5 separate regions of the Mus musculus genome follow, and regions 2, 3, 4 and 5 are each linked to region 1. A link is a contact called in public Hi-C and HiChIP or PLAC-seq data. All regions are on one chromosome and are shown on one strand. Each heading gives the region's core, a stretch centred on a gene start, on an enhancer-like site or on the middle of the called end of the contact. The rest is flanking DNA. Distances are from core to core; before and after follow the strand shown.

Evidence for each region. A called contact is a pair of places that touch in the nucleus more often than the background predicts. HiChIP or PLAC-seq counts read pairs in DNA pulled down with a chosen protein or histone mark.
Region 2: a contact with region 1 is called in a Hi-C map of bone marrow-derived macrophages, with 16 read pairs. The contact joins the enhancer-like site here to the promoter of Tkt in region 1. A contact is called at or near these places in 1 of 484 Hi-C or Micro-C datasets (bone marrow-derived macrophages), 9 of 115 datasets of contacts at active chromatin or transcription factors (astrocytes, cardiomyocytes, embryonic stem cells and 3 more) and 1 of 9 other capture datasets (pancreatic islet).
Region 3: an H3K27ac HiChIP or PLAC-seq map of extraembryonic endoderm stem cells shows a contact between it and region 1. The contact joins the enhancer-like site here to the promoter of Tkt in region 1. A contact is called at or near these places in 2 of 39 promoter capture datasets (hippocampal neurons and pre-B cells), 1 of 15 datasets of contacts at CTCF or cohesin (pro-B cells), 1 of 484 Hi-C or Micro-C datasets (bone marrow-derived macrophages), 5 of 115 datasets of contacts at active chromatin or transcription factors (T-cell acute lymphoblastic leukemia, epiblast stem cells, extraembryonic endoderm stem cells and 2 more) and 2 of 9 other capture datasets (liver and pancreatic islet).
Region 4: a contact with region 1 is called in an H3K4me3 HiChIP or PLAC-seq map of bone marrow-derived macrophages, with 4 times the contacts expected there. The contact joins the enhancer-like site here to the promoter of Tkt in region 1. A contact is called at or near these places in 6 of 39 promoter capture datasets (the C10 cell line, embryonic stem cells, frontonasal cranial neural crest and 3 more), 3 of 484 Hi-C or Micro-C datasets (bone marrow-derived macrophages and embryonic stem cells), 12 of 115 datasets of contacts at active chromatin or transcription factors (the HPC-7 cell line, T-cell acute lymphoblastic leukemia, bone marrow-derived macrophages and 8 more) and 1 of 9 other capture datasets (liver).
Region 5: a contact with region 1 is called in an H3K4me3 HiChIP or PLAC-seq map of craniofacial prominence, with 5 times the contacts expected there. The contact joins the enhancer-like site here to the promoter of Tkt in region 1. A contact is called at or near these places in 6 of 39 promoter capture datasets (the C10 cell line, embryonic stem cells, frontonasal cranial neural crest and 3 more), 3 of 484 Hi-C or Micro-C datasets (bone marrow-derived macrophages and embryonic stem cells), 9 of 115 datasets of contacts at active chromatin or transcription factors (the HPC-7 cell line, cardiomyocytes, craniofacial prominence and 6 more) and 2 of 9 other capture datasets (adipose tissue and liver).

Annotation. Positions count from the first base shown.
Region 1 is chr14:30,545,559-30,551,821 of GRCm38.p6, reverse strand. Tkt (transketolase) reads right to left here and starts at 2,691. Exons shown (of 14, transcript NM_009388.6): 1 at 2,442-2,691. The coding sequence starts at 2,548.
Region 2 is chr14:30,040,403-30,046,665 of GRCm38.p6, reverse strand. It overlaps Cacna1d (calcium channel, voltage-dependent, L type, alpha 1D subunit), which reads left to right. Exons shown (of 47, transcript NM_001083616.2): 45 at 1,330-1,451; 46 at 3,580-3,900; 47 at 4,300-6,263. The coding sequence ends at 4,593. It overlaps Chdh (choline dehydrogenase), which reads right to left. Exons shown (of 8, transcript NM_001136240.1): 8 at 6,200-6,263. Among named protein-coding and RNA genes, the nearest start is that of Gm52108, 7.9 kb to the right of the region's middle. Within about 2 kb of position 3,070, at least 19 of the 459 cell types and tissues checked have an H3K27ac peak or open chromatin away from gene starts, as enhancers often do. A contact at or near this core is called in bone marrow-derived macrophages, where this site is marked.
Region 3 is chr14:30,101,636-30,107,898 of GRCm38.p6, reverse strand. It overlaps Cacna1d (calcium channel, voltage-dependent, L type, alpha 1D subunit), which reads left to right. Exons shown (of 47, transcript NM_001083616.2): 21 at 54-113; 22 at 2,304-2,410; 23 at 4,148-4,235; 24 at 5,447-5,554; 25 at 5,636-5,688. Among named protein-coding and RNA genes, the nearest start is that of Gm52106, 32 kb to the right of the region's middle. Within about 2 kb of position 3,443, at least 33 of the 459 cell types and tissues checked have an H3K27ac peak or open chromatin away from gene starts, as enhancers often do. A contact at or near this core is called in T-cell acute lymphoblastic leukemia, extraembryonic endoderm stem cells and liver, where this site is marked.
Region 4 is chr14:30,122,485-30,128,747 of GRCm38.p6, reverse strand. It overlaps Cacna1d (calcium channel, voltage-dependent, L type, alpha 1D subunit), which reads left to right. Exons shown (of 47, transcript NM_001083616.2): 12 at 3,806-3,966; 13 at 5,204-5,429; 14 at 5,515-5,722. Among named protein-coding and RNA genes, the nearest start is that of Gm52106, 53 kb to the right of the region's middle. Within about 2 kb of position 3,542, at least 68 of the 459 cell types and tissues checked have an H3K27ac peak or open chromatin away from gene starts, as enhancers often do. A contact at or near this core is called in bone marrow-derived macrophages and double positive thymocytes, where this site is marked.
Region 5 is chr14:30,143,918-30,150,180 of GRCm38.p6, reverse strand. The region is part of intron 8 of Cacna1d (calcium channel, voltage-dependent, L type, alpha 1D subunit); the gene reads left to right. Among named protein-coding and RNA genes, the nearest start is that of Gm52106, 74 kb to the right of the region's middle. Within about 2 kb of position 2,295, at least 15 of the 459 cell types and tissues checked have an H3K27ac peak or open chromatin away from gene starts, as enhancers often do. A contact at or near this core is called in craniofacial prominence, where this site is marked.

The DNA of each region.
Region 1 (6,263 bases), core at 1,442-3,941:
AAAGCTCAGACTACTTCCCCTTTAAGTCAGGCCCAACTCTGATGCATCCTCAGGTGGCACTGGCCTCCATCTGGCTAACACAACCTAGCCCTGCAAGTGAGGGCTGAGAACACTTAGCAGCCACAGCAACCTGGCCACTTCTGACAACGCCATTGGAGTTTCTTTGATAAAGCTTGGATGAGTTGGACCTCTGCCACAGCCGCCTCTGTATGCAGAAAAAGACCCGGGAAAGTCTGACCCGTGGACGCACTGTCCACCCAGCTCCCCACACAGAAGCCAGTGGACTCATTTTTGTGGCCTGGTGAAGTAAGTCTATTGTCTACAGTGCTGATGAGGCACTACGGGAAGTCTGTTCATTCAGGACTTCTTGCCATCCTGAAACCATCACCCAAAATTGTTCAAAAAGATGGAACAGACTGGTTAGGTGGCCAGTTCAGCTGTCTGCAACTGACTGGGTCAGAACTTCAGAACTGAGCCTGCTTTCACGTTATGAACTCTCACTGTAGTGAGCATCCAAAGAAACATTCACAGCCAAAATACATTCACATCTCAAGTCTTCCCCAAACACTTTCTGTACACGCACACACTCTTTGCACACACATTTCAAAATCATTCTTGTGACAGGGGTTGAGGAACAATGCTACTCCCTTCTGAAAAACAAGATTTCTCCAAGTAGTATTTTTCTGCAAGGGAAATATATATACCGAACTGGCAACCCGTACACTTAGCCTTTGCATGGGATACCCACCACTTCCATTTGTACACGGATTCTTTCAGAGTTCAATGACTGCCTAAGGCTACAATGTAAACAGTGTAACTCTGTAGCCACCTTCAACCTTTTCCCCTGGAGACCACCCCTGCTTTGGAAGTTCCTAAGAGCCATAAATGTTACTTAGTTTCTCTTCAACTGAACTTGGCTTTCCCTGCTCCTCCAGCCTGATGCCGCCCATGTGCCCAAGAGGACTTTCTGATAGGCCAGGCCCCCAGCAGGCAGTACTAAATAGCCACTGATTACCAGTCTGGGGAAATCAACGTACTACACTTCAGTGTCTTCATGTATAAACTGATTATCAGAATGCTACCCCAGGACGCTGTGTGGCCCAGGAATACCCACTTAGTTTCTCCCTGATCCTGGAAAGGTCTACATGCGTATCCAGCATTGTAGAATGTTCAGCTGCATAGGTACCAGCCAGTCAACTACTTTGACCCTCTGATTAGACTTCAGACCTGGAGGGAGATGTAGGGGCCAGTAAAGAACAAGTAATAAACGATGTGGATGTGAAGACCTACTCTGTGCTAGGTAGAGAGGACAGTGTCTCTGCCAGACACTGAGGAAATCCAGAGAAAAGGAAGTCAGGTCTCTTAATTGGGCAGGGAGCACCCTCTATCATAGGCAGCAATCTAAAGCCAAGACAGATAACAGGTCCAAAGTATGCATGGGAAGTTGGGTGGCAAAGGGTTCCCAGTTCAAACCTTCTGAGGACATCCCGTCTTAAAAGCACAAGGGCTAAGTAAGGAGGAACCCACGGTAAAAGGCAAGAGAAATGCACTCCTTTAATAATATGTTCTGTATGGAACTGGCCAAAATCCAGAATCCTGGTCTTTGTTCTAAGCTCACAGTTTGTCTGGGTTCCTAAAATCTCCCTCCCCAGAACCCCAAACCATTCCAAGAAGCCCAGATCTCTCTGTCTCAAGGTCTCATACCAGGCCCAATGGAGACCTTAGAATTTCTTGAAACCACCCAGTGTGCAAACACCGTTAGCCCAGAACTTCCTATTTCGCGTGGGCCTCGCCCCTTCTTTCTACAAGCTCCCTTCTCCCCAGACTCGCACTCCAACCTCCTTGCTCGGGTCTAAGCCTCTCTTGGTGTTGCATCGTCACCTCCCTGCCCCCACCCTGGAGTCTTCAGCAGCACCGGGACCCCAGCCCACACATAGCAGGAGAGGCAAGAAGTGTCGAGGAGGGGAGCGTGGTTAGAGATGCAGAGAAGGGTGGGCCCCCAGTCTACTGCAAAATGGTGGGCTCTACACACATTCTCTGCCTACATTGCAAGGGCTGAAATTCCAGCTCTCACTGTGACTTTGGACAACTGATATAAAGCCGGAATCTCAGTTTCCCCATCTGCAAACCAGTGGAACCAACATGCTGGTGGAGAGCTGGAGCCCACACGTGCTCAGGTTTCTCCCGCCAGCAGTCATGGTGGCCTCCGGGTTGCAGCCGCAGAGCGAGGAGGCGCGCCCGGGCGCAGCGAGAACCGGGAAGCCCGGGCCGGCTGGAGGTGCTCGCGAGACCTGAGGCCCACGCGGTCGAACCCGGCCGCTCCGGAGCAGCGGAAGGCTCCGCCATCTGACCGCGCCCTCGTGGCGACATCGTGCTACGCGACACGGAGCCAGGGAGGCCGCGGGACCCGGCTCCCAGCCCCGCCAGAAGCGCGCGCTCACCCTGAGCCTGCCGCGGTGGTGGCCTGGATGGAGCTGATGCGCAGGCGATTGGCTGTGTCCTTCAGGGCCTGGAGCTTCTGCTGATCTGGCTTATGGTAACCTTCCATGGCGTGGTAGGACGAGGACGAGGACGAGGACGAGAACGCTGAGGACAGAGACACAGAGCCAGCAGCGGCTCAGGAAGCGACCAGCAGTGACCGAGGACGGGTGCTGCGGGCGGGCGCGTTAAGACTCCTTAGGACCCGCCCATGGGGGGCGGGGCGGAGGTGGGGCGGGGCGCCGAATCACCCCAGGCCGACGAGTGGCCTCTGGCCACGCCCCGCATTTAGTGGACTCTCGGAAGTCGCCAGGCCTGGGGGCTCTCTCCCAGCACAGTGCCCTGTTGGAATTAATCACACACAAACAGTAGCAACAAAGTAACTTCGCCACTATTCCTGGTTCTAAGCATGGCTCAGAGTTCCGCGGCTGACTTGGGTAGGACTGAGAAGAGAGATACTAATCAGTAATTGCACTTTTCTAAGGAAAAGGTTGAGGCTTGGCAAGGTTAGATTGAGATTACAGGGTTGGTGGGTAGCGCTGCAGCAGATTATCCTCAGTCCAAAAAGATCCCAGACATGAGAATAAATATACACTGCCAGAAACGGTAATACTGAGAAGTTACTAGGAGTATGCTGGTCTCAGACTACTAGAGCCAACGGACAAGAGTGGATTCAGAGAGATTACTGGGTTTGCCTCTGTAGAGACAGTTAGCACCTACTGCTCTTACCAGATCTGGTGGAGCTGAGAGGACTGAGCAGCTGTAACAGAAAGCGTTGCCTTCACAGTCTCGTTGGATCTGTCTCATTGGATCCATGACACACACTCGGGTCAATACCGTTTCCAGAGGCGGAGGTTGTTGCAATTTACAGAGAGGATATAAAGGCAAGCCTGTGAGTGGGTGCTGGGCAGAGGCAGAGGAAGGCACCAGTACAGCTTTGGTCCAGGTCCTCTCTGTGTCCTCCACAGAGCTCAAACTCAGAGTCATGAGACAATGGGCCCTGTGCAAGTGAGCACCCCTCCCCCAAGCGCTCCCTGCCTGGCCTGTTTCCCAGGTGTCCCAGTGAGACTGCCAGTGTGGTTTGTTACAGCCCCTGGCTTCTGCTGGCTCTGCCCAAAGAGGCTGGCCCTCCTAGTGCCTGACTGCCAAGGGCTGGACCTGGGACTGGAGTGTTGTGGTCTCGGAGTGTTCCACTATCAGATCCTTGGCAAGGCAAGTGCCACCTCTGTCCTCTGCTCACCAACAGGTCAAGGAGGCAAACAAACCTCAGAAGCCTTTGGGCCTTCCAACCCCATGGACCTGAGGGCAGTGATTATTAGTCCAGTTCTTCATTTCTCCACCTGTCCAATGACACTGATGTTAACTTCCTCTTCCTCCTCCTCCTCCTCCCCCTCCTTCCCTTCTTCTTCTTCTCCTCCTCCTCCTCCTTCCTCTTCCTTGTTCTCTTCTTCTCCCTCCTCCTCCCCCCTCCTCCTCCCCTTCTTCTTCTTCTCCTCCTCCTCCTTCCTCTTCCTTGTTCTCTTCTTCTCCCTTCTCCTCCCCCCTCCTCCTCCACCTCTTCTTCACAGTGGAAAATTATAATCTATTTGGGAATGGAAACATAAGCTAGAGAGGTATATGTTTTTATTTCTGAATGTTCATTTCTATATATCTGAATGTCCTTTTTAAAATTATAAAATAGTTACAACATTTCTCTCCTCCTTTTCCTCCCTCCAATCCCTTCCATACATCCATCCTTGCTCTCTTTCAACTCTACACAAAGATCTACAGGCAACTAAGGAATCCTGAGAGTGGGAGAAGTAGTCTTCTCCCAGAAAGAGCATACCAAGTGGTTACCCAATACCAAATGGTCAACCTTGAAAACATACACACCAGTAACTTTCTACAGACTGAGTGGGTTATAGTTAGTAATATATATATATATATATATATATATATATACATATATATATATATATATATATATATATATATATATATATATATATATATATATATACATATATATATATATATGTGTGTGTGTGCATATACATGCACACACACACACACACACATATACATATATATATATGCATGTGATAACAGTAAAAAAAATGCTAACTGCTATGTACCCATATTAGTAAAGATGTTCCTAACTCTTCTTCTTGGCCGCTGTAGGTGTCTAAGATCTTGTTTTATCCTGGGGTTCCACATTGGTTGGCTCAGTTCATGATGGATTTCAGCCATAGTTCAGTGCCTTTGGTCCCCAAGGTCACCTTTGGAATCAGAATCCTGATTCTGCCAACATCCTACTGTTGGGGGTAATTCTCCAGTCCAAGGGTCTTTATTCAATACTTCATGAATCACATTTTACTTGGGAGTAAGACCTTGGGTTCCAACCTGGCCACCAGCTCCCTTCTTGTTCCCCTGTCGCCCTCAGATCCAAGATTCTTTGAGCCCCCTGTTCATATTCCCTGTGGTTGCCAGAGGAAACTCTTGCTGCTTCCCACCATTGTCCCTCCGTGGTCTCCCTCCACTACTGGAATGAAATTGAGCACATGAACCCTCTAGCCTCTCTCCCACTCTTGTTCTTGTGGCCCCACCCCATCCATGTCAGCACACCAGTGTCTTGCCCTGCTCTAAGAACATTAAGCTCCAAGGTGGAGAGATGGCTCCGTTGTTAGGAGTCCTTGCTACTTTTACAGAGGACCCAGGCATGAGAACCTAGATTTAGCCCGGTGATGTGGTGTATGTGACCTTGAAGACAGAAACAGGTAGATTCATTTGGCTCACTGGCCAGCGAGTCTAGCTAGCCAACTTAGCAAGCTCCAGGTTAATGACACTATCTCAAAAATAAATTAAATTAAAAATAGGTGGAAGGCACAGGAGGAGTGACACCTGAAGTGTGACACCTGAGGTTCTCTGGCCTCTACACACATGCACTCACAGAAGCACATATGCAACAACACAAAACTCAGCTGTGCATGGTGGTATCCACCTTCCTCCCAGTGTAGGGAAAGCTGAGCCAGAGGACTGAGAGCTTTGATTCCTACCCAGTGGTTTGTCCCTGGTGGACCCCGAGCCAGTAAAGCCCTTCTATGGGTGTTTCTCATTGTCAGGGTCTGAGGCAGGGACTGCCATTCTAGGTGCATTCTCTCTTCTCTTCTCTTCTCTTCTCTTCTCTTCTCTTCTCTTCTCTTCTCTTCTCTTCTCTTCTCTTCTCTCTCTCTCTCTCTCTCTCTTTCTCTCTCTCTCTCTCTCATTGTATGTTGCCTCAACTGACCTATAACTCACATTGTAGACCAGCCTTGGCCTCAGACTCCCATAGTTTCATTTGCCTCCGCATCCGGAGTGCTGGGATTAAAGGCATGCACTACCAAATATCTTATGTCAGTTCTAGAAGAATAGGAGGAGCAGAGCTCTAGCCTCTAGCTCTACCCCTGAAGACTACAATGACCTCTTGTACATAGTAGGGACTCACTAAGTGCCACTGAAATGAAAGTATTACTGTAAAGTGCCTGAGGTAACAGAGCCAGCAAGTGTCAGAACTGCACCCAAAGAGAGGTGTGAGGAGATGCCCCAGGGAGGAACCTGGTTGTTTCAGCTCATGCCCTCCATTCTAACCTGTCCGCCTTGAGACACAAAGGTGCTCTGTTGGAAGGTAGGAAGTAGCACAGATGTCCTGATGCCAGCATCAGGTGACAGCAAAGGGCGTGGCAACCTGAGAGCAGAGCCACACACTGAAGTGAGCTGTCCCTCTAGTCCTAAACAGGACCTCCCACAAAGGGCAGCCACCCTTAGAG
Region 2 (6,263 bases), core at 1,821-4,320, 510 kb after region 1:
CCAGCAGGGGTCTTTGCCCTTTGGTTCCTGCCACCCCTCTTCCAGGTCTGTGTCTTCACTTATCCCACACCTACATGGCCAAGGGGACACTTGAGTGCCCTGGTCCCAGGGCAGTCCAGTTTGCAGACCTGGGCGAGGGGGAACATGGCTAAACTGGCCTGTATGCTTAGCCATTGGGAGTAGGTAAGGGCAGATAAGTGAAAGAGCTATGTCTTACAGAGGCTGTAGTGCAAAGCTCACTGGATGAGGGGACCCGGGGCTTATTTTAGCAGTAGATCCTGAATGGATGGGAGGGGCTGTTTTTCTTCCAATTCCAAACAGCTGGCCTGCCTAGGTCTTAGGGTCTAGAGGTTGTGCCGACCGAGAGGGCCGTTTTCTGTGGTTGCACTGGTTAGCAGGCAAGGCGTGGTCCTCTTTATAAGTAGTACCAGCTCACCTGGGAGGCCCTGGCATACCCCTCAGTACTGACTGTTTCCACTCCACTGGCCATTGCTGGCCAGCCAATGACCAGGCTTGGCCTGTTCTTCATCGTGGACCTGGCTTTTTGTGAAGTCCAGGGTGTCTGGGAGGCCTCTTTGGTCCAGTGTCTGAGGATCCACTAACCGAGGGCTTGCAGAAGCCTAGCAGTACAGAAAGTACAGTTGGAGTAATGCAGAGCACAGGTCGGGGATGGGGAGGGAGTCTCCCTGAGGCCCACGACAGGGTGGACAAGCTTCTAGGACTCGGCTGTCTTTGCCAAAGGATCCCAGAACACTAAGCCTGGTACACTATAAACCCAGAAGCTGTGGACCATCAGCGAGCCTCTATCTGCAACTGCTGTCAGCACACAGCAAGTACTTAGATACACTCACATCTAGGCTAGGGAAGGTGGGTTCTTTCTAGGCAAAGAATTTGGTTATTTTCCCCGGTTAAGCTGGTTGACGGAATCCCTCATTTTGAAAACAGAGGCTTAAATATGGGGACCTCAGAAAGATGCAGAGTGTTTGTAGGGCAGAGATAGGATAGCATGGTGCGTCTACGATTCTAGAATGGATCTCTACAATACATTCCGGGGCTTGTAACTTAGCACAGATTCCACTGGGCTGCCTGAGAGCAAACATTTGAAGTGATTCATTGCTCCCTTATCGAAACGTCCCACAGCTGGCTTGCTCCTTTTAGCCTTCCCATCCCTAGTTGGGGCATTATGTAATTGTTTCTCTTGGATGAAGCATGTGGCCTGCTTCTTCCTGGCCTCCTTGCTGAATGCCTCAGAAAGTAGTCTTGACTCTCAGGACACATTGTCCAGACAGAATTTATATCACTACAGCATCCTGTGCTTTTGCTCCGCAGCCCATCGGAGGTCCTCCTTCAACTTTGAGTGTCTGCGCAGGCAAAGCAGCCAAGACGATGTCCTTCCATCGCCTGCCCTGCCTCACCGCGCTGCCCTGCCCCTGCACCTGATGCAGCAGCAGGTGAGCTGCTCTGGCCCCACCTGGGATGCACTCTCCCCTGGGGATACACATGGAGGAAGCAAAGAGCCTGCCCCTTCTAATCTGCTTATCCTTGAGCAGCCCTTCCTGGTAGATCCCCCAGGGCCCATTCTGCTGGAGTTGCACATGCAGCAAAGGGTGGACCGGGCATCCTTGGATCCGTGCTTCCTGTCAGAGGACACTGGTATAGTCTGAGTTAAGGCAATTACAGACACTCATAAGAGTCCCATTGATGGCTGCTGCTACTAATTATTCCTTCAGAGAGGTGGTTCCACCATCAAGCCACTTGGGCAGCTTCTTGTGCATGAACCCTCTGTCCATGAGAGTGGGTTAAGGGGGCCCACATGCTCACATGAAAGGCAACTGAGCCTGTTCACCAGGGCTTAAGGATAGAGGTATGCATGCATTACATATATATGTGTAGATATGTATGAATACATACATATTGTCTTAGGATTTCGTTGCTGTGACGAGACACCATGACCATGACAACTATACTCTTAGAAAGCAAAACATTTAATTGAGGCTGGCTTATAGTGTCAGAGGTTCATTCCACTGTCATCATGGCAGAAAGCGTGGCAGCATACAGGCAGACATGGTGCTGTAGGAAGAGCCAAGAGTTCTACATCTTGATCCAAAGGCAGTCAGGAGGAGGTGCTCATTCCACAGTGAGCAGAGCCTGAGCACAGGATTGTCAAAGCCCACCCCAACAGTGACACACTTCCTCCAATAGACCATGCCTCCTAATAATGCCACCCTCTGGGCCAAACCACCACACATACGGTCTTTATATTTCCTGAACTATCTCATCAGAAGAGCTGTGTGGGCTGATTGATGAAGGGAGATGTCAGAAACCTGCACCCAGCCAGCCAGCCAGCCAGCCAGCAGATCTGGATCTCTGTGAGGTTCTGACCCCAAGCTCTAACCCATATGTACTCAGTGGCCATTGCAGATTTTCTAGTCACCTCTGCCAGCACTTAAAATATTTGTTTTGGAGTTACTTTATTTTACATGCCTGCATATGTGTCTGTTCACCACAGGCATGTCTGGTGCTCTTGGGGTTTAGAAGGCATCAGATCCCCAGAACTGGAGTTACAGATGGTTATAAACTACCCATGTAGGTAGTGGGGATTGAACCTGGGTCCTCTGGAAGATAAATTAGTGAGCTCAACCACTGAGCCCATTTGCCTGTATCATCATGGAAGAAAGATAAACTTTTTGGAAACCCAGATCACTCGATGCCAAACCTCAGACAGCCAAGGAGGTCTAAAAGAGGCCTGTGACCCACAGGGCAGAATCCCAAGTCTTACCTCAGCCACTGGCCTGGGTTGTCCTGGATTCCTTGGCTACAACTACAGTGTCAGTGCAAACCGGCATTAGCAGACATCTCAAGGTGGCTCTCCCATGAGGGACATGTGAGAATCGTGACTGTGCCCGGCATTTCAGGGCACACTCACTGCAGGATGGCAGGCCTTAGAGCCGAGAGACATGGTTGTTGTCCTGAATGAGCCAGAGTCCCTGAAGTGTGCTTCAGTACTGAAGCCTGGAGAGGCCTGGGTAGTATGTTCACACATCACAGCTTATCCATCTTCCCTCCTCATCCCCAAGTGGTTACGTAAGTTAGTAACTGACAGTTCAGTCATAGAGAAGGCCCTATGGCTTGGAGAAAGAGGAAGCCCAGTCTTTTTTTTTTTTTTCACTTTCACATTATGAAGTTTGGCTGCCAATTCGTATATATGAATGCATGACAGTGCAACTTTTTTTTTAAAGATTTATTTATTATGTGTAAGTACACTGTAGCTGTCTTCAGAAGAGGGAGTCAGATCTCGTTATGGATGGTTGTGAGCCACCATGTGGTTGCTGGGATTTGAACTCGGGACCTTTGGAAGAGCAGTCGGGTACTCAGAGCAGTCGGGTGCTCTTACCCACTGAGCCATCTCACCAGCCCGGAATCCCAGTCTTTTATTAATCCCTGGTTCCCTGGCCAGCTCACTGAGTGGCCTCTGCTACACAGGCATCTTCCCCCAGGTTTTTGAGAAGCATCTCTGCACAGCTGCCATGTGCCAGACTGGGACCAAGGCTCAGACCTCTCTCTGCTTCTCCCGCTCAGATCATGGCCGTTGCAGGCCTAGATTCCAGTAAAGCCCAGAAGTACTCACCGAGCCACTCTACCCGGTCGTGGGCCACCCCTCCAGCAACCCCTCCATACCGAGACTGGAGCCCATGCTACACCCCTTTGATCCAGGTGGACCGCTCAGAATCTATGGACCAGGTCAATGGCAGCCTGCCATCCCTACACCGAAGCTCCTGGTACACAGATGAACCCGACATCTCCTATAGGACTTTCACGCCAGCTAGTCTGACTGTCCCCAGCAGCTTCCGGAACAAGAACAGCGACAAGCAGAGGAGTGCAGACAGCCTGGTGGAGGCAGTGAGTATGGGTGGCCTTTGACCTCTGGACAAATCTTAGGTGGCAGCAGAAACAGAGCCATGATCACATGGGGAGGGGGCAGTGGTGGGCTCTGCAGCCTTGCCACCCGAGGGTGGCCTCTCGGCAGCATTTAAGGCCTGAGTGAAAACCAGCTGGCACTGCCAAGTCCCACCAGAGAGTCCCATCCTGCAGTGCCAGTCTGTGCTACGTCCCCAGTGCTTTCTCTCTTGCTCAGCCTTGTGGAGCCACTCAGCTTTCGACACCAACAGAGCTGAGCTCATTTATGGTTAGCATCGTGTATAAAGTTTAGCAGCATGGCTGACAGCGTCCCCAGAGCATGCCGCGCACTGAGAGCTGATGCAGACCTTCCCTCATGCCATCGATCTATCTCCTATACAGGTCCTGATATCCGAAGGCTTGGGACGCTACGCGAGGGACCCCAAATTTGTCTCAGCGACAAAACATGAGATTGCCGATGCCTGTGACCTAACCATAGACGAGATGGAAAGTGCTGCCAGCACCCTGCTCAATGGCAGTGTGTGTCCTCGAGCCAATGGGGACATGGGCCCCATCTCCCACCGCCAGGACTATGAGCTCCAGGACTTTGGTCCTGGCTACAGTGACGAGGAGCCAGACCCTGGGCGAGAGGAAGAGGACCTGGCAGATGAGATGATTTGCATTACCACCTTGTAGCCCAGTGAGGGCAGGCTGGCTCCAGCCAGAGACGGGCACGGGAGGGCCAGGGATAAAGTGCCTCATAATTAGGAAAGTTTAGGCACTAGTTGGGAGAAAAACGCTCAATTAGACTTTTGTACAAGTGATTTCATGCCTCAAGGAAGCCATAAACCTGGTAGGAGCAGGTTCTGAGCGGCCTGGCATGTGCTATGTCACATGCTCAGGCCCGGCCTCAGAAGACAGTATATCTGGCCTGCACAGAGGCCAGAGGGCTGCCCAGGAGTTGGTGTCTCCCATCCAGGGTGCATGCCCATGCCCCTTTGCCTGCAGACATGAGAGAGGTTAAAGGTGATGACAGTCACCACGCCTGTGTCATTACCTCAACCATTGGTCTAGCATATCAGACACCCACTGGGCCTGGCATATCCATTTCTGAGCCCCCTCCCCCAACACACTGGTTCCTGGTTTCTGTGGAGCTGTTCTGAATGGTACACATCAGAACCCAGCCACTAGTGGTCACGACAAGGGGAGTGGGACCGGATCGTTTTGTTAAGCGATGCCAGTTTACATAAGAGACCATCACTCAGACGGTCAGTTCTGTCACATTAAGGGCAACTGTAAACTGGAAGAGTACCGCACTTGCAAACCAGGTAAAACTTAGATACGTTTAGTTTGTTTAAAAATTATAGATTTACTGTACATGACTTGTAATATACAATTTGTATTTGTAAAGAGATGGTCTATATTTTGTAATTATCGTACCGTATTTGAACTGCAGCAATATCCACGGGTCCTAACAATCGTAGTTTCCCACCCAAACCTAGAAATTATTAGTATTTTTACTTGGGCTAAAAAGAATTAGGAGAATTAGAGCCAATTCTCACATGTTCAGTAAAAGAATCTTTGGGGATAAACTTTTGAGTTCCTAAGAACTTGGCACTTCAGAACTTTTTTCTAAAATATTTTGAGTTACTATAAACCTATCTTTCCGTAAGATATCAAGTTGACTAATTTGCAGTCTTTTCTTTGGGTTCTATGATTTTATAGTGCACCTCCCACCCACATGGGTTGCCGTTGACTTTGGTTTGGTTTTATTTTCACAACCCTCTGGTCAGTTAGTTATGCAGCAGGTCCAGCTGGCTACTCGGCCCAGTGGCATCCACTGGTCTGGCTCCCTCAGTTGCCCACGCAGGATGCTTCTGGGTCTCTGACGTGGAGCTGCACAGATGAGCTGCCCACGTCTGCTCACATCCCCAAGGATGCTTAAGATCTAGGAGGTATACCACAGGAGGGGAGAGGGGAGCACCGTGGTGTCCTGTGAATGCAGGTGGTCTGTGGAGTCCTGTCGCCTTTCACAGCTGCTGTGCAGGATTCTCTTTGAGAGCTGTCACACACAGCGGAGCAAGGGCTGAAGTTTTCACGAGAACACAAGCGCTCTGACTGCACACCTGGGGACAGTTAGCTTTGGAATCGTTAGAACTGTCAAGATTTCCTGTCAGCATCATGAGATCTCATCCCATCACTTTCCTAAGGATTCTCTGCAATCAAAAATACAGGTAGCAATTTGGGTTCAAAATTTTTAACTAGTACACAGACAACCTGTGGAAACAATTTTTTTTTTTGTAAATAAATTTTATTATAAAGACCTCGCAAACCTCTTCGGAAGACATTCTTACTCCAGATGCAGG
Region 3 (6,263 bases), core at 2,194-4,693, 440 kb after region 1:
TTGGGCATGAATCTGGCATCCTTGGGCTGACTGCTGTGTGTTGTGCCTTGCAGATACTGGGCTACTTTGACTATGCCTTCACAGCCATCTTTACGGTTGAAATCCTGTTAAAGGTAATACATTTCTCCTTGACCCTCCTCTATGCAGCCACAGCAGTAATGGTTGCGTTCTTTGCCTCCCTTCCAGATACTAGGTTATGCGGACTACGTCTTCACGGGTACTTTTGCTTTTGAGATCATTTTAAAGGTAACAGGCCGGCCAGCTCCTCTGACCTCGGCCCCTCCTGTGCTTCAAGCACAGGAGAGATGCGTGAAGTGCTTTGAGCTTTTTTTTTTTCTTCTGTGATCAAGCTGAACTTTTTTAAACTATAGGATTTTTTTTTCACCTGTGGCCATTCCAACGTGTTTTTGCAGTTTTTCTTTAACTTTGAGTGCATGTAGAAGCTATGTTGGCTTCACATTCTAGTTGGAATTGCATTTTGTTCTTTAAAAAAAAAAATCCTCTGAATTTGGTTCACTAATAATGGATATAGCACTCTGTGTGAACGTCCTTCTCCCCTTCCTGACATCAGAGTGAGAAGAAAAGCACCTGTGAGGTGGCAGGAGACACTGTCCCCTTGCTCCTGGGACTACATGGTGGCTTCTGTGTCCTTGAATAGTAACTCACTACTCTCTTGCAATGGGTCTTGCAAGCTATGCTGGGTCTACTTGTGTGGAGATGTTCTGTGTCTCTTTCAATGGGACGGGCTTACATTTGCACAGAGCAAAGGTGTATCTGAATGAACTGCCCGTGCATGGCCTACCAGGTGGTGTCACTGCGTGTGTTGTGTCCCGACTGTGAGTACCCCATGGGGGAGTTCCTTCCTGAGACACAGCAGAGGTCTAGGAGCCTCCAGAAGCTAAGCCTTCAGATGCTGTTGTTACAGCCAACTCCTTATGAGGAGAAGCTGGGAAATGAAGTTACTACAGTTGCCTTTGAAGTATTTTGAGGTTTATGTGTGTGCATCTAAAACAAGTTCTTTATGTTGGGCAACTAGGGACTGGGCTCCTCACAAAAGCTTCCACTGACAAAACCCCAATTAAGGAACACAGGGAGTTGCCCTGTTGTGGCACTGATGTTGCCAATGCGTTCAAAACCACCCTTTCCAAATATGTTCAAATCTTATAAAAGTTAGGGTTTTCTTGCCTAACTGTAGGTCAGTGGGTTTGGTTTTCGTTTCCTCTACACTGGGGCTGAGCAGAGCAGTGGCCAAGGCTTACGTGGTAAAAAAACCAGCACAAAATGCGCCAAGTCCCTGCTCCAGGTTCTTGGTTTTTGCCATTTGCTGCCTCTCCCTCAAGCTGAATTAGGGAATGTGTTCCATAGAGCCATTAGCCTGGTTGATTGAGTTTCTGCTTTTCTGTCTGCCTGTTTGAACTGTTACTCACTCTGGGCTTTGGCAAATAAAAGCCTGGGCTATTTACCACTGTTTTGGTTTTTTTTGTTTTGTTTTGTTTTGTTTTTTTGTTTTGTTTTTTTATGGCTTTTCAAGACAGGGTTTCTCTGTATAGCTCTGGCTGTCCTGGAACTCACTTTGTAGACCAGGCTGGCCTCGAACTCAGAAATCCACCTGCCTCTGCCTCCCGAGTGCTGGGATTAAAGGCGTGTGCCACCACGCCCAGCCCACTGTATTTTTCCCACCAGAGAACTTCCTTGTTGAGCTCTTCCTATCATCAGTAGAAACCTCACTATGTGTGTTGTTGCTAAACAAGGTGTTCAGTGGGACCAAGACTAGCTTGGCCGTAATGTCACCCAACAGCCTGCTTGCTGTAGCCAATGCTTAGAGAGTAACCAGAGCTGGGAGTGTGAAAGCCACTAAGGCTGGAAAGTACATCAGGAGTTCTGGCTCCCACCGAGAAGGTTCAATGAAACTCGTTTGTGCTCTGTGGCCTTAGAGCCGTCAGACCAGCACTGTATAGGTAAGCTCGGGTGTGAAGCAGTGAAGGCCTTCCCACAAACATAGTCAGGAGCAGTCCCTCCCTACACAGGCTTTTTGGACGTGCCAGAGTTCTGTTCCTATTTGAATAAACTCTGAATTGGTCTCTTTACAAATGTGCCTACACTTGGCTGCCTCTTTCCATCTCTGCTGAAGGAAGTTACACAGTCACTCAGCCCTGCTGGTGTGCATCTGTCTTCCTTGTGTGCAGCCATTAATGAGGTCATACTTCTGCCAAGAGTTTGGGAAGAGCCCAGGTTTTTGCTCGGTTGGTTTTGAACCCTGGAGGGGAGGAGAGAGAATAAACGCCACGCGATTCTGTTTACAGATGACAACTTTTGGAGCCTTCTTGCACAAAGGGGCTTTCTGCAGGAACTACTTCAATTTGCTGGACATGCTGGTTGTTGGGGTGTCGCTGGTGTCCTTTGGGATTCAGTAAGTATTTATGTGTCCGTAGAGTGAGTTTACATAGGGAACTTAGACCTAATTTGCTCAGGCTGGGCACTGTCTGCTGATTACAGCCAGAACGGCTTAATTTGCCCTGGGCCAGAAAGAGCTGGGGCCATTTGTATTTTCCTATTTCTGTTTTCCTTTTCTGTTTTCTTTTTTTTTTTTTCTTTTTCCTTATGCCTACTGCTAGGTTGAGTTTATGATTCTCTTCAGAATTAGCTTTCAACAGCAGATGAAAGAAAGACAGTTTGACTAGTAGAGGACAAATAGGGTTCTTCTCAGGCCTGGTCCAAGACTTCGAGCATCCTTTCTCAGGGTGGCAGTTTTCCTTCACTGCAGGCAAAGCTTGGCCTTGGTGGTCTCTTGGGATCCCTTCCTCTCCCTGTGCTTGCAGGATAGACAGCTGCGGTGACCTTGGGGACACTTAAGAGTCTCTGGTGAAGCTGAACACTGCCTTTTTACCCTGTGCAGTACCCGGGGCAGTCACCCGAGTTTGTGTCTTCTGTGGCCTCATTTCACTTTCTGCTGGCCTGTGAGCTTCTGTGCTCCCGAGCTGTCCCATGTGTGCACACGTGTACACAGCCCCTTAGCTCTAGGAACCTGAAGAGAAATGTAAGCCAGGCACTGGGAAACCACAGAACTAGGCCACTCTGTGGGAAGAAAGACAGTTTATTTGGGAATCAAACTCCTAGGCTGTATCTGAGGTGGTCAGGGGGTCAGGCCGAGGGGCAGAGAACATCGGGCTGCAGGAAAAGCCTTGTCAGCTTTGTGGGGACAGGTAGTGATAGGAGGGTGGGTTCGGGCAAGGACAGCCTGAGAGTTAGCAAGGGGCTTTGTTCTGTTATAGGCTGGTCAGGTAAGTCAGCAGCTACATGCCCATTGTCTGTTGACCATGGGGACAGATAAAGGAAGTAGCAGCTTTTCCTGACTGACTAAAGCCCGCTCCTGAGGAGTGCTAAGTTTAGGGTTTTGTTTATCTGATGCCAGTCCTTCTGTTTACCCAGTCAGAGTCCAGCCTGACATTGTCCCTCTGGCCGATGCCTGGGAACCTAAGCTCTGAGCTCATTTCCCGGTAGAAACTCCAGACTAGTCTCTTCACGGCTCTGAGCTGTCCACACTCTTTCTGGCTTCTCTTCTTTGCACACTCCCCCATCCCCAAGGCCTGTGCTCCAGCCACACCCCTACATCTGGGGTGCTGAGGCTCAGCTGCCTCAGTATGCACTGCTGCTGCCCCCCTCTGTCAGCTAACTCTCTGCTCCCTTGGGACTCACTTGGCACCACCTCCCTGAGAGGCCTTCTCATCTGCCCCTGTGGTCACACCATATCTTCCCCACCTTGGAGGAGCATACTGCAATTCCCCACCCCCACCCCCAGGTGTGCGTGCTCACCCCTCCTACCGGATGTAGCTACTTGAAGGCCAGAAAAGCTCTGGTACCAAAGCACGGTTCCCCAGACTTAAACACGAAAATCTAGAAGTCAGGAACCTAGTGTTTACATGAACATAACAAAGTTTGAAAATTTCTCCAAAAAGGCAACTGTAAGCCTAAAATAGGGGCTCTGTCAGGTCCCACAGGAGGCAGGAGGCCCGCTTTATGGCATAAAGGAGTAGAGAGACTCCACACAGTTGTGAAGTGTCTTTAAGAGATGATCACATTAAGCAACTGCTCTCCGGGCTCCTAACCAGCTGTAACTCAGCCGCTTGCTTGCTTTGTCCCTCCTTAGGTCCAGCGCCATCTCCGTTGTGAAGATTCTGAGGGTTTTGAGGGTCTTGCGGCCTCTCAGAGCAATCAACAGAGCAAAGGGACTTAAGGTATTGACCCTCTCTGTTGAGTGGGGCTGTCTTGGGTTGGGGATGGCTGCAGTTACTAACTGTTCTTGTCTGGAGGTGAACTGAGGCCTGCTGGGTTTCAGAGTGGAACAATTCCACCAAAAGAAAAACCAAAAAGGCTGCTTCTGCCACATACCATCATTCTAAAGATGAAAGACAAAAGACTCAGTAGGTAAGAACACTTGCTGAGCCTTAGCGCGAGCACGAGCATTTGTTCGGAGCTGAGTCAGCTCCCAGAGCCTGTGTAAAAAGCCATGCGTGTTCTCACACACTGGAAAACCCAGCACTATGTGTGAGGTGCCTGAGACAGGAAGGTGCTTCCTGGTGGCTGTTCTTGCTCTGGGTTCCGTGAGAGCCTCCATCTTAAGAGTCTAAAGTCAAGACTGATATAGGAGGACATGCAATATCCTCTTCTGCTTTCCTCAAAGAACAGGTGTGTTTGTGGGAGCATGTACCCACATAACATGTACTGCTACACACACACACACACACACCACACACACACCACACACACACACACACACACACACACACAACACACACACACACACACACACACACACACACACACATACACACACACACACACCAGAAATTACTTTTTTTTTGTTAATTGGAGATATTAGTTTTTATAATTACAGTAATTATTGGGTACTTCTTTCTCAATACTTTTTCTTGTGTTTAAGTTGTAAATGTTCTCATGTGGAGTACACACCAGGCTGGAAGGTTTACATTTCTGTAAAGTCTTTCTGGGATGGGGAGCCTATGAGCAGGAGGGGTTTCTTTCAACTAAACCAACTTCTTTGGAGGAAGCCCAAGAAAGGTGTTTTGGGGGCTCAGCAGGTTAAGGCGCTTGCCACTAAGCCTCACGACCTGAGTCCAGTCCATGGACCTCGTGTGGAAGAGAGCAGCAGCTTCTGGATGTCCTCTGGTTCCACACTCACCCGTGCACAGTGCACACACATGGAGTGGATAGGTGCAATACAAGATTGATAAAAACGTGCACGTCCAATTGACCACAATTCTCGCACCGTGGATTACCAGGAAAACAGAGCATGAGGTTAGGACAGTTAGAAATTCAGCTCAAAGTGCGTCTTGACGTAGAGGCCCTGGCCTGGTGTTAACTCACCTCACGGCTAAAACCAGGGGAGAGAATAGCAGCCCCCCATCCTCTGTGTGTGTTCCTTCCCCAGCACGTGGTCCAGTGTGTCTTTGTGGCCATCCGAACCATTGGCAACATCATGATCGTCACGACCCTGCTCCAGTTCATGTTTGCATGCATTGGGGTCCAGCTGTTCAAGGTAGGTGTGTGTCTCGCCCAGGGCGGGAGTTGGGTTCCGTAAGGAGAGCCTGTATTGACGTTCTGTCTGCTTGGTATCTAGGGGAAGTTCTACCGTTGCACAGATGAAGCCAAAAGTAACCCTGAGGAGTGCAGGTGGGTTTCCCAAGAGCAGCCTAGGGAATTGGATCCAGTCAGCTTAGCATTTCAGAGGTTTCTGTCAAGGCCTATCCCCTGAGCTCAGGCCTGGAAGGATGGCGCTTGGTCTTCTGTCATTTGTTTATATTTTCAAGTCTAGGCAAAACTCAAGTAAAGTAAAAATCACGTCTATTCAGTGTGGTCAGTCATTGTTTAGTCAGGGCCTCTCTCAAGGTTTGAAACATTTTTATCATCCCAAAAGAATGTAGGTGGCTCTAACTCCTTAGTATGGAGCCTGTCTGCTGGGGGAAGGAGCCCTGAAATAAGTGACTGAGGGCCACCCAGTATCTGAGGAACGTGAACGGTACTCTCCCAAGTCAAACTTGCAGCTCCACTCCCAGGGCTCAGGAGTGGGCTGCCCTCTTCTGGAAGACTTGGCAGTCTTTGCTCCCTGGTCCTATTTTGATTCTTACCCATATTATGGCACATTTCTCTTCACAACCGTCAACAAAGGAGAAGCAGCAAGAAATGTTTGCATATCATAATTCAAGATGCTCGGCAAACGTGGAATTTTCCCAGTCCATGCATACGTT
Region 4 (6,263 bases), core at 2,293-4,792, 420 kb after region 1:
CTCCCTCCCTCCCTCCCCCCCTCTCGCCCCTCCCCCTCTCTCGCCCCTCCCTCCCTCTCTCCCTCCTTTCCTTCCTTTTTTTCCCCCTCAGAGCTTGCATTACGGTTTTTATGTTATGTTTTAAATTCTGACTTTTATGTAGAATTGGTCTAGACTTGAGTTTAAACATGGATTCCCAGATTTCAGTCAGTCTTTAAGTCTTACAGCACTGCCTCGGGGAGCAGGACGGAGCATCAGCTTTTAGGCAGGAGCACATTTGCCTCTTTAGCAACCCTCCAGTCACTTCTCAGAAAGATTCTCCACAAAAGAAGGTACAGGAGTCTAAGGCACCTAGTAGTGTTCAGTTTCCAGCCCTGGATGCAGGCTGTGTGTTCATCTTGTAAGTCCCCACATGCATTTTGTGTTCTCTTCTTATGTGTTCTTTTCAATTAAAGACATTTCCCTGCTGTATGCAAACAGTAGTCATAAAACTAAGAAATAAAACCTCACCCTGTAGAAACTCCGAAAGAAAACGGGAGAGAAAGCACTGTGACCACAGGTTAGACAAAGACTTCTTAAAGATCATTGCCCAGGACATGATCCATATGAGAGAAAAATGATAGATTGATCCCCATAAGAATTAAAGCATCTAACTTTATTTTATTATAAAATCAAAAGAATAAGCCACAGACCTGATCAAAATATTTGCAAGTCATATTTGATAAAAGGCTAGATCTAATATGTAATCTAATATGTGATCTAATATGTGAAGAAAATAATATGTAGAGAGACAGTATTAATGGCAAACAGCCCTATAAAAGTGGAAAGAAGGTTCCAGCACACAGTTCACAAGAAGAAAGCTGCATGGTATATAAGCAAAGAAATGAGGAGGACATTGCTGGGTGTTTTGGGCAGTGCTGGCAGGCATGTTATATGACACAATCATTTTGAAAAAGCCTTTAGTAGTCGCTTATAAAGCTACAGTAATGATATGACCTAGCAATTCTAATTATACGGTATCTATGTAAGAGAAAGAAACTTACACTAAAAGTATATGTGTTTGTAGTGGGTTTATTCATAATTATTTTAAAGTAGAAATAACCCAATGTCCATCAAATGGTACAGTGAGCAGATCAGTTGTGATTTATCCATGTGGTACAGTACTTCTCAGTGACAGGGAGAAGGGAGTGTTACTGAGAGGGCCACTAAGAGGGCTTAGTGGGAAAGGTGCTTGCTGTGCAAGCCAAGCGACCTGAGTTCTAGCGCCAGAACCCACATAAAGATGGAGGAGAAGCAACTCAACCAAGCTGTCCCCAACTTCCATGTGCATGTGCACCCTACACAAGACACACATATGTGCACATGCACACACACAACATTAGGTTGTTTTGTTTTGTTTTTTAATTACTGATAATGTTAGCAATACTGATGAATCTCAAAAACATTTTGGGGTGAGGAAAATGAAGCCTCGAAATGACACATATGATGATTCTGGTTAGTAAACAGCAGTGAGCAGAGAAGACAGACCAGTAGTCCTGAGCTGGGGATGGGGCATGAATGGACTCACATGACTGATGGAAGTGGTCTGTATTCCGACTAAGCATAGACCTCAAAAAGAATAAACCTGCTGCAAGTAATTTTATCTCAACCTGAGTCTGAATAAAACTTAATGAGTTTGTCTTAGTCAGGGTTTCTATTCCTGCACAAACATCATGACCAAGAAGCAAGTTGGGGAGGAAAGGGTTTATTCGGCTTACACTTCCATACTGCTGTTCATCACCAAGGAAGTCAGGACTGGAACTCAAGCAGGTCAGAAAGCAGGAGCTGATGCAGAGGCCATGGAGGGATGTTCTTTACTGGCTTGCTTCCCCTGGCTTGCTCAGCCTGCTCTCTCATAGAACCAAGACTACCAGCCCAGAGATGGTCCCACCCACAAGGGGCCTTTCGCCCTTGATCACTAATTGAGAAAATGCCTTACAGTTGGATCTCATGGAGGCATTTCCTCAACTGAAGCTCCTTTCTCTGTGATAACTCCAGCTGTGTCAAGTTGACACAAAACTAGCCAGTACAGAGTTGTTTTGTGGGTCTCTGTTACAAAAGACCACAGCCCTGTTTCCTAGTTTAGCATCTGCCTCTCATCCCCTGCCTCAGCCTTTAACATTCCTCTGGACTCCTCCCCTGCTCTGTAGCCATTCTGGACTGACCTGTCCTCATAGGTGTCTTGCCTTGGTGCCTTCGTCTCCAGGGTCTTTGGCCTGGAGTGTCCTCCGTGAAGACTTTCAATTGCCTCAGGAAATCTCTTAATCATTGAGGTCCAGCCCTTCTCTTAAAGCTGGGACTAGACTTGGTGTAAATTTTGCAGTTGTCATTTGTCCACCACCCTTCATGCCTGTCAAGGCCACCAACCCTGGAACTGTACCATATGCATCTCCAGTTACCGGCACCAGACACCTACATAGCCAGTGTTCAGGAGTGCAGACTTTCATACCACCCACACATAATCGAGCCCAGGAGAGTCAGGCTGGTGGTGTTACACATTTCCAGGGGATACAGCACTGAGGTCTTCGATGTTGAAGTCACATGTAGCTTATCACTGCTGTACAAGGTAGACCCACCAAGCATAGCATTTTGGGACCACCTTACTTATGTGTATGGGATCATGTATCCCAGGAAACTCAGCTGTGAGCTATTAAGAGTCCTCAGTAGAGTTATCTGTGCCATTTGTCCCATTGAAAACTGCAGAGCAGAATAAAAACAAGGCACAACTTGCTGGATCCAGATCTACTCAAAGCCTGTCCTTTGCAGCCTTCCTGGGTTCTATGTGTTTGACATAGCAACACAGCCAAGTCAGCCGGGGCTACAATGTAGCCAGCTGGGGCTACATTGAGGCAGCTTAGATTTTCCTCCTAAGTCATACCTAGAGGAAGTGCCCTCCTCCCAGACACTGAGGCAAGCAAGGCCAGGAGAAAAGGGACTTTGCAGCCTGGCTGGTTCGTTCCTGGATTCTAGGTCTGTGGTCCGTAACTGTCCTCTTGTGGCAAGGAGATGGAGAATGTTTTCCACAAGGAGACAGGCAGAGGGAGAAAATGTCTTCCTCTAATTACAAACAGAGACGGGAAGGTGGGCGGGGACATGTCACATGTCTGTTTGGTTCTGCTCATTTTATTTTTATGAAAACACGACTCAATATTGGATGTTCTCCTAAAGGTATATTTTGAGCATTGCTAGTTAGGAAGGGCACCTGGTGACTCAGCACGAAGACACATGTCCCACTCAGCTTTGACACCTACGAGGCGCCAGAGGAACGGCAGAGACCTGAGAAAGGATTAAAGGCTTCCCTAAACAGAAAGCTATGGCCACGGACTGTTTTTCTCTGTCAAATCGTTTCTCTGTAACGACTAAGCTGCTACACAAGACACATATACTAAGCTGAGTGGTCCTGCCCCACCGACCTCCACAGATCACAAGCTACACGGTGCCTACAAGAGCTTCGTGTGTGTACCGGTGCAGCCTTGAATCTGCTCGTGAGTCTGTGGATGTCTGGGTTCTCTAACCCACTTGCAGGCTGCATATGTCAGACCCTGCAGTTATTTATAGCCAGCGGAGGGGAAGTGAGAGCACGATTCCTTCACAATTATACTTTTTAGAGCTATATGTTCAGACCAGCAGTTTACATCATGGGGCCTCTTCTTCACTTCTGTGCTGCTGGGTCCTGTCTTTCCTGCCTACGCTATAGAGTCAGCCTTTATTACTCAGTAAAGTTGGTCGGCCTCTGAGATGCCATACTCACCCATGGTCTAGGGAGCAACGTTTGCTTGTTTTTCAGCCGTCGATGGCGTCGCTGGAACCGGTTCAATCGCAGGAGGTGCAGGGCTGCCGTGAAGTCTGTCACGTTTTACTGGCTGGTGATTGTCCTGGTGTTTCTCAACACTTTAACTATTTCCTCTGAGCATTACAATCAGCCAGACTGGCTGACACAGATTCAAGGTATGGCCGGAAGGTGTTCTTCTGTTCTGAATTTGAGATGCTTGTCAGTAGCTAACTGCTAACTGCTGGTCAGTATCCAGCTGTGGTAGAATAAGTTAGTAGGACTAACTGAGATGGTAAAGAACCATTCAGACTCAAGCAAGCCCTGGGACAGATGTACAGCTCACACCATGCAGTGTCCGCTAACTTAGGCCCCAAACTTGAGATAGCCCAGGACCAAGGAATTTTGGAATTGAGAGGCACTTCTCCCTGCCATATTGGAAGAGTTACCCTCACTTTAGTATATTTGGTCAGTAATTTTGATTCTGCTACTTTAAGTGACTAGAACAGGGGTACATAGAGGCCATCTCCAAAAGAGCCCGTTCTAGACCGGACAGTTTAGAATTCTTGAGCTGTCCTTCTGTATATTCGCTTCTGCTACTCTCAGCCTGTGGGACATCATTTTTTGTTACACACACACACGTGCACACACACACACACACACACACACACTTTGGAACTTTGGAGATGACTGGGTAAGCAGAGTAACTGCTGTGTAAGCATGAAGGGCTGACTTCAGGTCCGCAGAACACCCGTGTGAAAAGCTAGGCCTGGCAATGTATGTCTGGAACCCCAGCTCCTTGGGGTAGAGAGGATCACTAGGACTAGCTTGGGTTCAGGGAGAGGGTATCTCGGGGGAATATGGCAGAGATGGATACAGCAGAACATGCAACATCTTATCTGGCGCCAGCATATGGTCACCCCTACATGCATGTGTTCATCATACACACATACACAGTCCCCCATACAGGTAGCAAAAATAAATAAAAACTAAAACCTGACCCTAGGGTGCTATAAGAGGTTACTCATCAATGTTGGTTTCAATTGTTTATCTATTTATTTATTTTGTCTTTGTGTATGAGGAAGTATGTATGGAGATAGGAGTGTTAAAAAAGCATAGTATGATCTTAATGCAAAATCTTCAAAGAGTTTAGTGGTGAGAAGTCCAGAAATTCACATAGTGAGCACTTCTACCATTTTATAGTCGGTGAAATTGAGTTGTAGGAAAAAAAAGCAGAATACTTGTACAGACTCATAGCTGGGGTGTGCCCAACAACAAGGATGTTCCCCGTTGCTGGTGCAGCAAGGAGACAGGATAAGGCCATCTACATCTGCCGTGGGCACTGATAAAGGGAAGGTGAAGGAAGACGGAGAGCCAGAGGGAGACTCAAAATACACCGGCCCCTTGCCTTTCCAGACATCGCAAACAAAGTCCTCTTGGCTCTGTTCACCTGTGAGATGCTGGTGAAGATGTACAGCCTGGGCCTCCAGGCTTACTTTGTCTCCCTCTTCAACCGCTTCGATTGCTTTGTGGTGTGTGGGGGCATCACCGAAACCATCCTGGTGGAACTGGAGCTCATGTCTCCCCTGGGGGTCTCCGTGTTCCGGTGTGTGCGCCTCCTGAGAATCTTCAAAGTGACCAGGTAAAGGCGTGGGTGCGCTGGCGTTTGCTCGGCTGTCCCCTCCCTCACAGGACCCTGGCCTTACCCCCCTTCTCTTGACTCTTAGGCACTGGACCTCCCTGAGCAACTTGGTGGCATCCTTGTTAAACTCCATGAAGTCCATCGCCTCTCTGCTGTTACTCCTCTTCCTCTTCATCATCATCTTCTCCTTGCTGGGGATGCAGTTGTTTGGTGGGAAGTTTAATTTTGACGAGACTCAAACCAAGCGAAGCACCTTTGACAACTTTCCGCAAGCACTCCTGACGGTGTTCCAGGTGAGCCCTCTTCCCACGCTCTGGAGGCACTGGCTGCGAGCGGAAGCCAGAGAGCCTTCTTGGGTCTGTCCAGAGCTTAGCAAGGCACAAAGATTCCATCTTATCGGTCACTTCAGCCTCGTGCCCCTTTGGCCGATTTTGTGTCATGTAAGTTATTTGTTTTACAGCGTCCTCCAGCCACCTATGTGATATGACAAGAAGACAAACCAGAACACTTTTTGTTTGATTTTGTGAGCGCTTTGGGAGATAGACTGTAACATCTTCCTGCTATTCACTAGTTTGTTTGTTTGTTCTCTTAATTCATGAGGCATGTTTGCCATCCTAGTTACAAGAGACTCAAGCCAAGAAGTGAATTTTGAAACAGCAGTGAGGCTGTCCTGGTGTGTAGTCAGAGGAGTCTGGGTGGTAGAGGTTGTACCTGCCTCTGCCCTTTGCCTTGAGTGAGGGTACTGGCTCTGAAGCTGATTGCACTGTGGGGCCTTGGACAATGTCTCATAGGGGTCCTGATGCTGGAGAAGTGGTACACGAGACACAGTGCTGC
Region 5 (6,263 bases), core at 1,046-3,545, 400 kb after region 1:
GGGAAGGGGAGGGGCACAGCATAGACTCGGCCCCTCCTGCAGAAGCCCAGCCGCTTTCCCTGATGCATGTTCTGATTCTGCTGAAGCTGCTCTTGCATCCTGTTGCACTTGTCCTTGGGGCCTTGAGGATGGAGGAGTGGCATACCACCATTTCTGCTAAACTCGTGCGCCCCTTCATCTTGTCTAGTGTTGATGCTTCCAGACATCCTGTCTACCAGGTCTAGGAGGGAGCCAGACTGCTGCATTGGGAGAGGAGCCAAATGACAGAGGAGACCTGTTCATAGCAGGTGGTCCTCCTGCTTTCCCTTCTAGGTCATGGATGAGGCCGAGGAGATGAGAACTACCATTCACATTTGTTAGGGTGCTCCCTAGGGTGCTCGCTAGGGTGCACGCAGAGTGTCTGTGGGCCTGGAGAAGACAGATGTTATTGCAGACTGTACTGGCTGGTGTTGTGTCAACTTGACACAGGCTGGAGTTATCATAGAGAAAGGAGCTTCAGTTGAGGAAATGCCTCCATGAGATCCAGCTGTGGGGCATTTTCTCAATTAGTGATCAAGGGGGAAAGGCCCCTTTTGGGTGGTGCCATCCCTGGACTGGTAGTCTTGGTTCTATAAGAAAGCAGGCTGAGCAAGCCAGGTGAAGGCAAGCCAGTAAAGAACATCCCTCCATGGCCTCTGCATCAGCTCCTGCTTCCTGACCTGCTTGAGTTCCAGTCCTGACTTCCTTGGTGATGAACAGCAGTATGGAAGTGTAAGCTGAATAAACCCTTTCCTCCCCAACCTGCTTCTTGGTCATGATGTTTGTGCAGGAATAGAAACCCTGACTAAGACACAGACCGTGTTAAGTATCCATTCATTTCAACCTGTCTGTGCCCCTTCGGAGAAGTTGCTGCTTCCCAAGGTAGCCCATTTCCTTTGTGGGGAACCTGGGCTCTCAGGAGTTGTACTGGAATCTGCTGTTTTCTTTTTGTTTGTTTGGTTTGGTTTTTGGTTTTTCGAACCCCATTGGTCTCTGGGGACCCAGCCTATCTGTCTCCTTTCCCACTGTGGCCTTTCGGAGAATGAGTACCAGCTCCCCACATCCACTCACCCTGTCACTCCTTCCTAAAAGCAAGGGACATTTGAGTGGCAGGTGGCAGGTGAAGCATCCCCTGGGCTAGGAAGAAAGGTCTACAGTGGGTGAATGATCACACTGGTGTGTCTGACCTCACGGATTAGCATAAACAAGGCAGAGGTAGTAGCGACCTCAGGGTAAGGGTGGTTGTGTCAGCAAGGACAAGTCCCTTGGGCCCCTTTTCAAATTATAGTGTAAGAAAATGGAGGCCTTAGAAACTGGTATTTTTACCACATTCCTATAACGCTAAAGCTAGCCGGTCATCTGCGTTTACAGAATGCTCTGGCTGCTCCACCATCATTTTCTCCCTGCCTGGTTCGGTGCTTCACACATGACACCCAAAAAGCCAAGTTAGTAGTGACTTTCCAATTTCTGCCATTCCTGTTGCCTATGAGGATACAATGCAGAGCCAGGGGTTGGGATTCTGTCAGCCCAGCAGGCACAAGTTAAAGGGCAGTCTGAGCCTGAGCGTCGTAGCAAGACTATCAATGTTCTGCCCTACAGAAAGGAAGTGACTTATGACTCTTTGTTTAGAATTTGGTGGTCTTGAGGATTACACCTAGGACCTGGGCATCCTAGGCAGGTGGTCTACCATTGACTATATATAGGTGGTCACCTATATGCCTGCCCCTCTGAGCTATTTTGATTCTCGTCCCTCTAAGCACCTGCTCCCTGCCCTTGCTCCCTATGTGTCCACAATGAGCTACTGAGGAGAGGCATTCAGCAGCGAGATGGGCTTGTGTGCCTGGCCTCACAGAGTCTCAGTACCCTCCCTCACAGTGAGCATGCCTTAGTGAGAATGCCAAAGCCTGTTGAAGGCATCTCTCTAAGGGAGGGGACAGGAACATACCTGGGTCTTGGTTGTCAATGACAAAGTGCCTCCATGACTCAGAGACTTACTGAGCCTGTGTAGAAGTGGGAACTAGGGATTGCTCAGCACAAATACAGCAGCTGTTATAGCAGATGAGGTGCACATAGACGGGACAGTCTAAGACTCACAGTAGTTCTGTTGGACCGTGAGGGGGATTTCTTGTTGAGTGATAGCTCCCTAAAGAGGAAATAAAATGGATGGCTTTCTAACCAGCCAGCCATGAAAAAATCCACCGCATGAGGCCTGTGTTCACACAGGGAATGGCAGGCTGCCGGTGGAGGCTGATCCAGATGGCACGTCTGGGCTGGGACACATGATCCCAGTAGTTGAAGGCTTTCTTTCCCGTAGGGATGTATTCTGGTGCATGTGTTTATACTTAGCCTTCTTGCATTCCTGTTTGAAGTGGACATTCCGGGAGAGAAAGACTTAAAATACCCGAAGAAAATTGACAACAGTCAGTCAACTCTCATTAGGAGCGTACGTTCTAACTAGCGGGCTGGACTGGGCTGGCAGCAGCATACATTTGCAATTGACTAGAACAGTTACAGGGTCTTTCATGGTTTGCTTTTTATGGTCAGGATCTCATACTATAGCCCAGGCTGGCCCGAGGCTCACTATGCTCTTCAGATTGGCTTTGCACGTGGGCAGTCCTCTGTCTCAGTGCTTCCTCATTCAAAGGGTGGGATGACATTTGGCCTTTTTATGCCCTTGAGTGAGGAATATTCTGAGAAATGGAGATGTGGGCGCCCAGTGTTCTTATACTAACTAGGGAGACTGTTGTTAGGCCCTTGCAGCAGATGGGACTGGAACTTAAATTTCTACTTGTATTAATTTGTTGTCGCATATATTCCATCCTGACCACAGTTTCCACACCTCCTCCTCCATGCCCCCCACTTCCTCCCTCCCTATCCACTCCTCCTCCAGTTCCCTTGAGAAAAGAACAGGCCTCCTGGGGATAGCAACCATACATGGCACATTAAGTTGCAGTAAGACTAGACATCTCCCCTCGTATTAAGGCTGAACCCAGTAGGAGGACAATGGCCCCCAAAGCAGGCAAAAGCATCAGAAATAGTCCCCTCCCTTTTAGGAGTCCCACAAAACACCCACCTACACAACTATAACACATTTGCAGAGGGCCTAGGTTAGACTCACTACTGGTCGGTTCAGTCTCTGTGAGCCCTATGAGACCAGGTTAGTTGGTTCTGTCGACCATATTCTTGTGGTGTCCTTGACCCCTCATGCTCCTACAATCCTTCCTCCCTCAGGATTCCCAAAACTCTGCTGACTGTTTGGCTGTGTGTCTCTGCATCTGTTTTTATCAGTTGCTGGGCGAAGCCTCTCTGATGATAAATGAGTTAGAATAGAATTAGGGAGAAGTTCATTGACTTTTTTTCCCCCGTCTTATTTTGTTCTTTTGTGTGTGAATCTCTGGGCTATCCAGCCTCTGGTTCCTGGTCCTCCAGGCAGTGTCAGGCATGGACATGGATCTCAAGCTAGACCAGTCATTGGTTGGCCACTCCCACAATTTCTGTGCCACCTTTACCACAGAACATCTTGGTGGCAGAACAAATTATATATAGGGTGAAGGTTTTGTGGCTGGGTTGGGGACACATACATTTGTGTACACACACACACACACACACACACACACACACACACACACAGAGAGAGAGAGAGACAGACAGACAGACAGACAGAGAAGCGTGTGCTTAGACATCAGCATCTTTTAAACAGCTAGACACTGGCCTTTAGAGCAAACTATTTAGGCATCCTAAATTTACAGCTGTACCAGTTCCAATTACAGGGTACACTGCTGTAATCTCAGCACTCACAAGTTCACTTTTCTCAACCCCCTCAGCCCTCTGAGCCTCTGAAAATTCCATGAATTGGAATAATCTGGTCCCTCAGAAGGTTCCTCCTAGTCCTCTCCAGCCCCACCTTTGCTGTTCTCCACTGTGAGAGCTCCAGCATCAACACTGCTCATGCCAAATCCTGCCCTGCTTCTAAAGTAGTTTCAGAATCATTCATACTCAACACACACACACACACATGACCACACACACACACACACACACACACACAACCCCCCCACACACACATACACACACACACATGCACACACACACATACATACACACACACATACACATACACACACATACACATACACACACACATACACACACACACATACACACACACACACATACACACACACATACACACACACACATACACACACACACATACACACACACATACACACACATACACACACACATACACACACACACATACACCACACACATTACACACACATACACACATACACACACATACACACACACACACACACACACACACACACGACCATTCATGCATGCACACCCACCCAAATCCAGAAAACAATCCTCTGTAACCAAAAGCATTTCTGTATTCCTTCCCTTTGCCCCAGACCTGCCAGGACTGATGGTCTGTGAGCTGCTTATATTTACGTCCTTCAGAACGGTTCTGGGATTTATCTGCAGCACAAGCAGATGAACTTGTTTTGATCAACTTCCAATGTGCGGACATTTTTGTTCCACTCTATAGTTGATTTGTTTTTAAAAAAATCTCTAATGTAAAGAACATTTTGTTCCAAAAGTCAAAACTGTACAAAGTGATTCACTTGGGAAAAACACTCTGTCCTTTATTACTTCTTCCCCCTTCATTCCTGTCCATTGTTTCCCTCTGTTTTTAAGTGCATGCACAAGAGAGGGCAGGAAAGAGGATTGTATGCCTCTGTGCATAGGCAGGTACCGTGTGTGCACGCAGAGCCAGAGCCAGTTGACCCCTCTAAAAATCCCCATCTTTTTCTTTTCTTTTCTTTTTTTTTGGACAGGGTCTCTTGTTGGACCTGGAGCTTGCCATTTTGGCTAGTCTGGCTACTTACTAAGTCCTAGAATCCATTCGTCCCCGTTCCCCTAGCACTGTGGTTATAGGCTTGTAACCACACATGCCTGGCTTTCCTCCTTGAATGCATGCCATCCAAACTTGGGACCTCATTCAAGCACTGAACCCACCAGGCTCTGTCCTCAGACTTCCAACCTTGTGCTCTGCTCTTTCAGATGCACCAGATAGAAGCATGTCTGTTTTTCTATTTCTCTTCCTTCATAGGCAAAGGACAACAACGTATTAAATGCACATTTTTTTATACAAACACTGTTATATTTTCTCTTGTTCACGCAGCACAAAATTCTGGACCCAGACAAGTGGGCTCCTGGAATGTAACTGTTTTCAGACTTTCCGGTCACTTTCAAAAATCTTATCATTTCTACCAGTAACTTTATTCAAATAAACGTTTTCAATAGGGACTATCATTTAACTTCTTGGTAATGAGCACTTTAGAAAATGATAGAATTCTACTTAAAATGGAGTAACCCTTTTTGTCATCGCCTGAAGTTGATCCCAGGTACAGTAGACTGGAGGTGAGACTGGGGACAGGACGTGGTGGTGGTTGTGGTGGGAAACCTTGCTTTCCTATGAAAGGTATTTCCATACAGGCATTAGCAGAATTATTCTGAGAAGTCGTCATCACAGAAGGGTTTTACACATGCTTGCTTATCTATACTCCACTACAATGGGCAAAAGACCTGAGAGGCAGGCCTATAGTTCTAGTGTAAACTGGTAGATGTGATGTTACAGTAAAATTTTACTTTCTGACATTCTTAGCTGCACAGGGTAACATTTAGCTAACTTATGTCATCATTTTTTAAGGTACTTGAATCATGTATGAATCCAGAAGAATGTTGTTAGTAAGTGATAATCTACATTTGGCGTGGTAAGACCAGAAACAAAACATGACAAAGGTCTGTCCCAGGGTCCTTTTTGATAAATAATGGAATTGAAGACCTATTTAATCTTCATGTTTAAGAAACCATTGGCTCCTGCGGCTTCCCATGCGTATACTTCATGCCGGTCTTCTGAGTTTTACTTAAGGATGTGGCTCTGGATTGAGTTTAACTCTTGGAGTTGAGACTGACTTTGGGATTATCCCAGGCTAAGCTGTCATTTGCTTATGCTTTGGGAAGCTCTGCTGGTCTAGAAACCTCATCTGTCCTCTGCATCTGGTTATGTTAGTAGCAGGGTGCCCTTCAAGTCTCTTTTGCATTATCCTTGAGAGTGCTTTGGGCCAGAGGTCAGAGGATATGTCCTGCTCACCCTACAACCCTACCTAACTTCATCTTGTGTGATAAGCCTGGAACCTCCCACAACTTTGCTTCTCGGTCCTCTTCAGAGG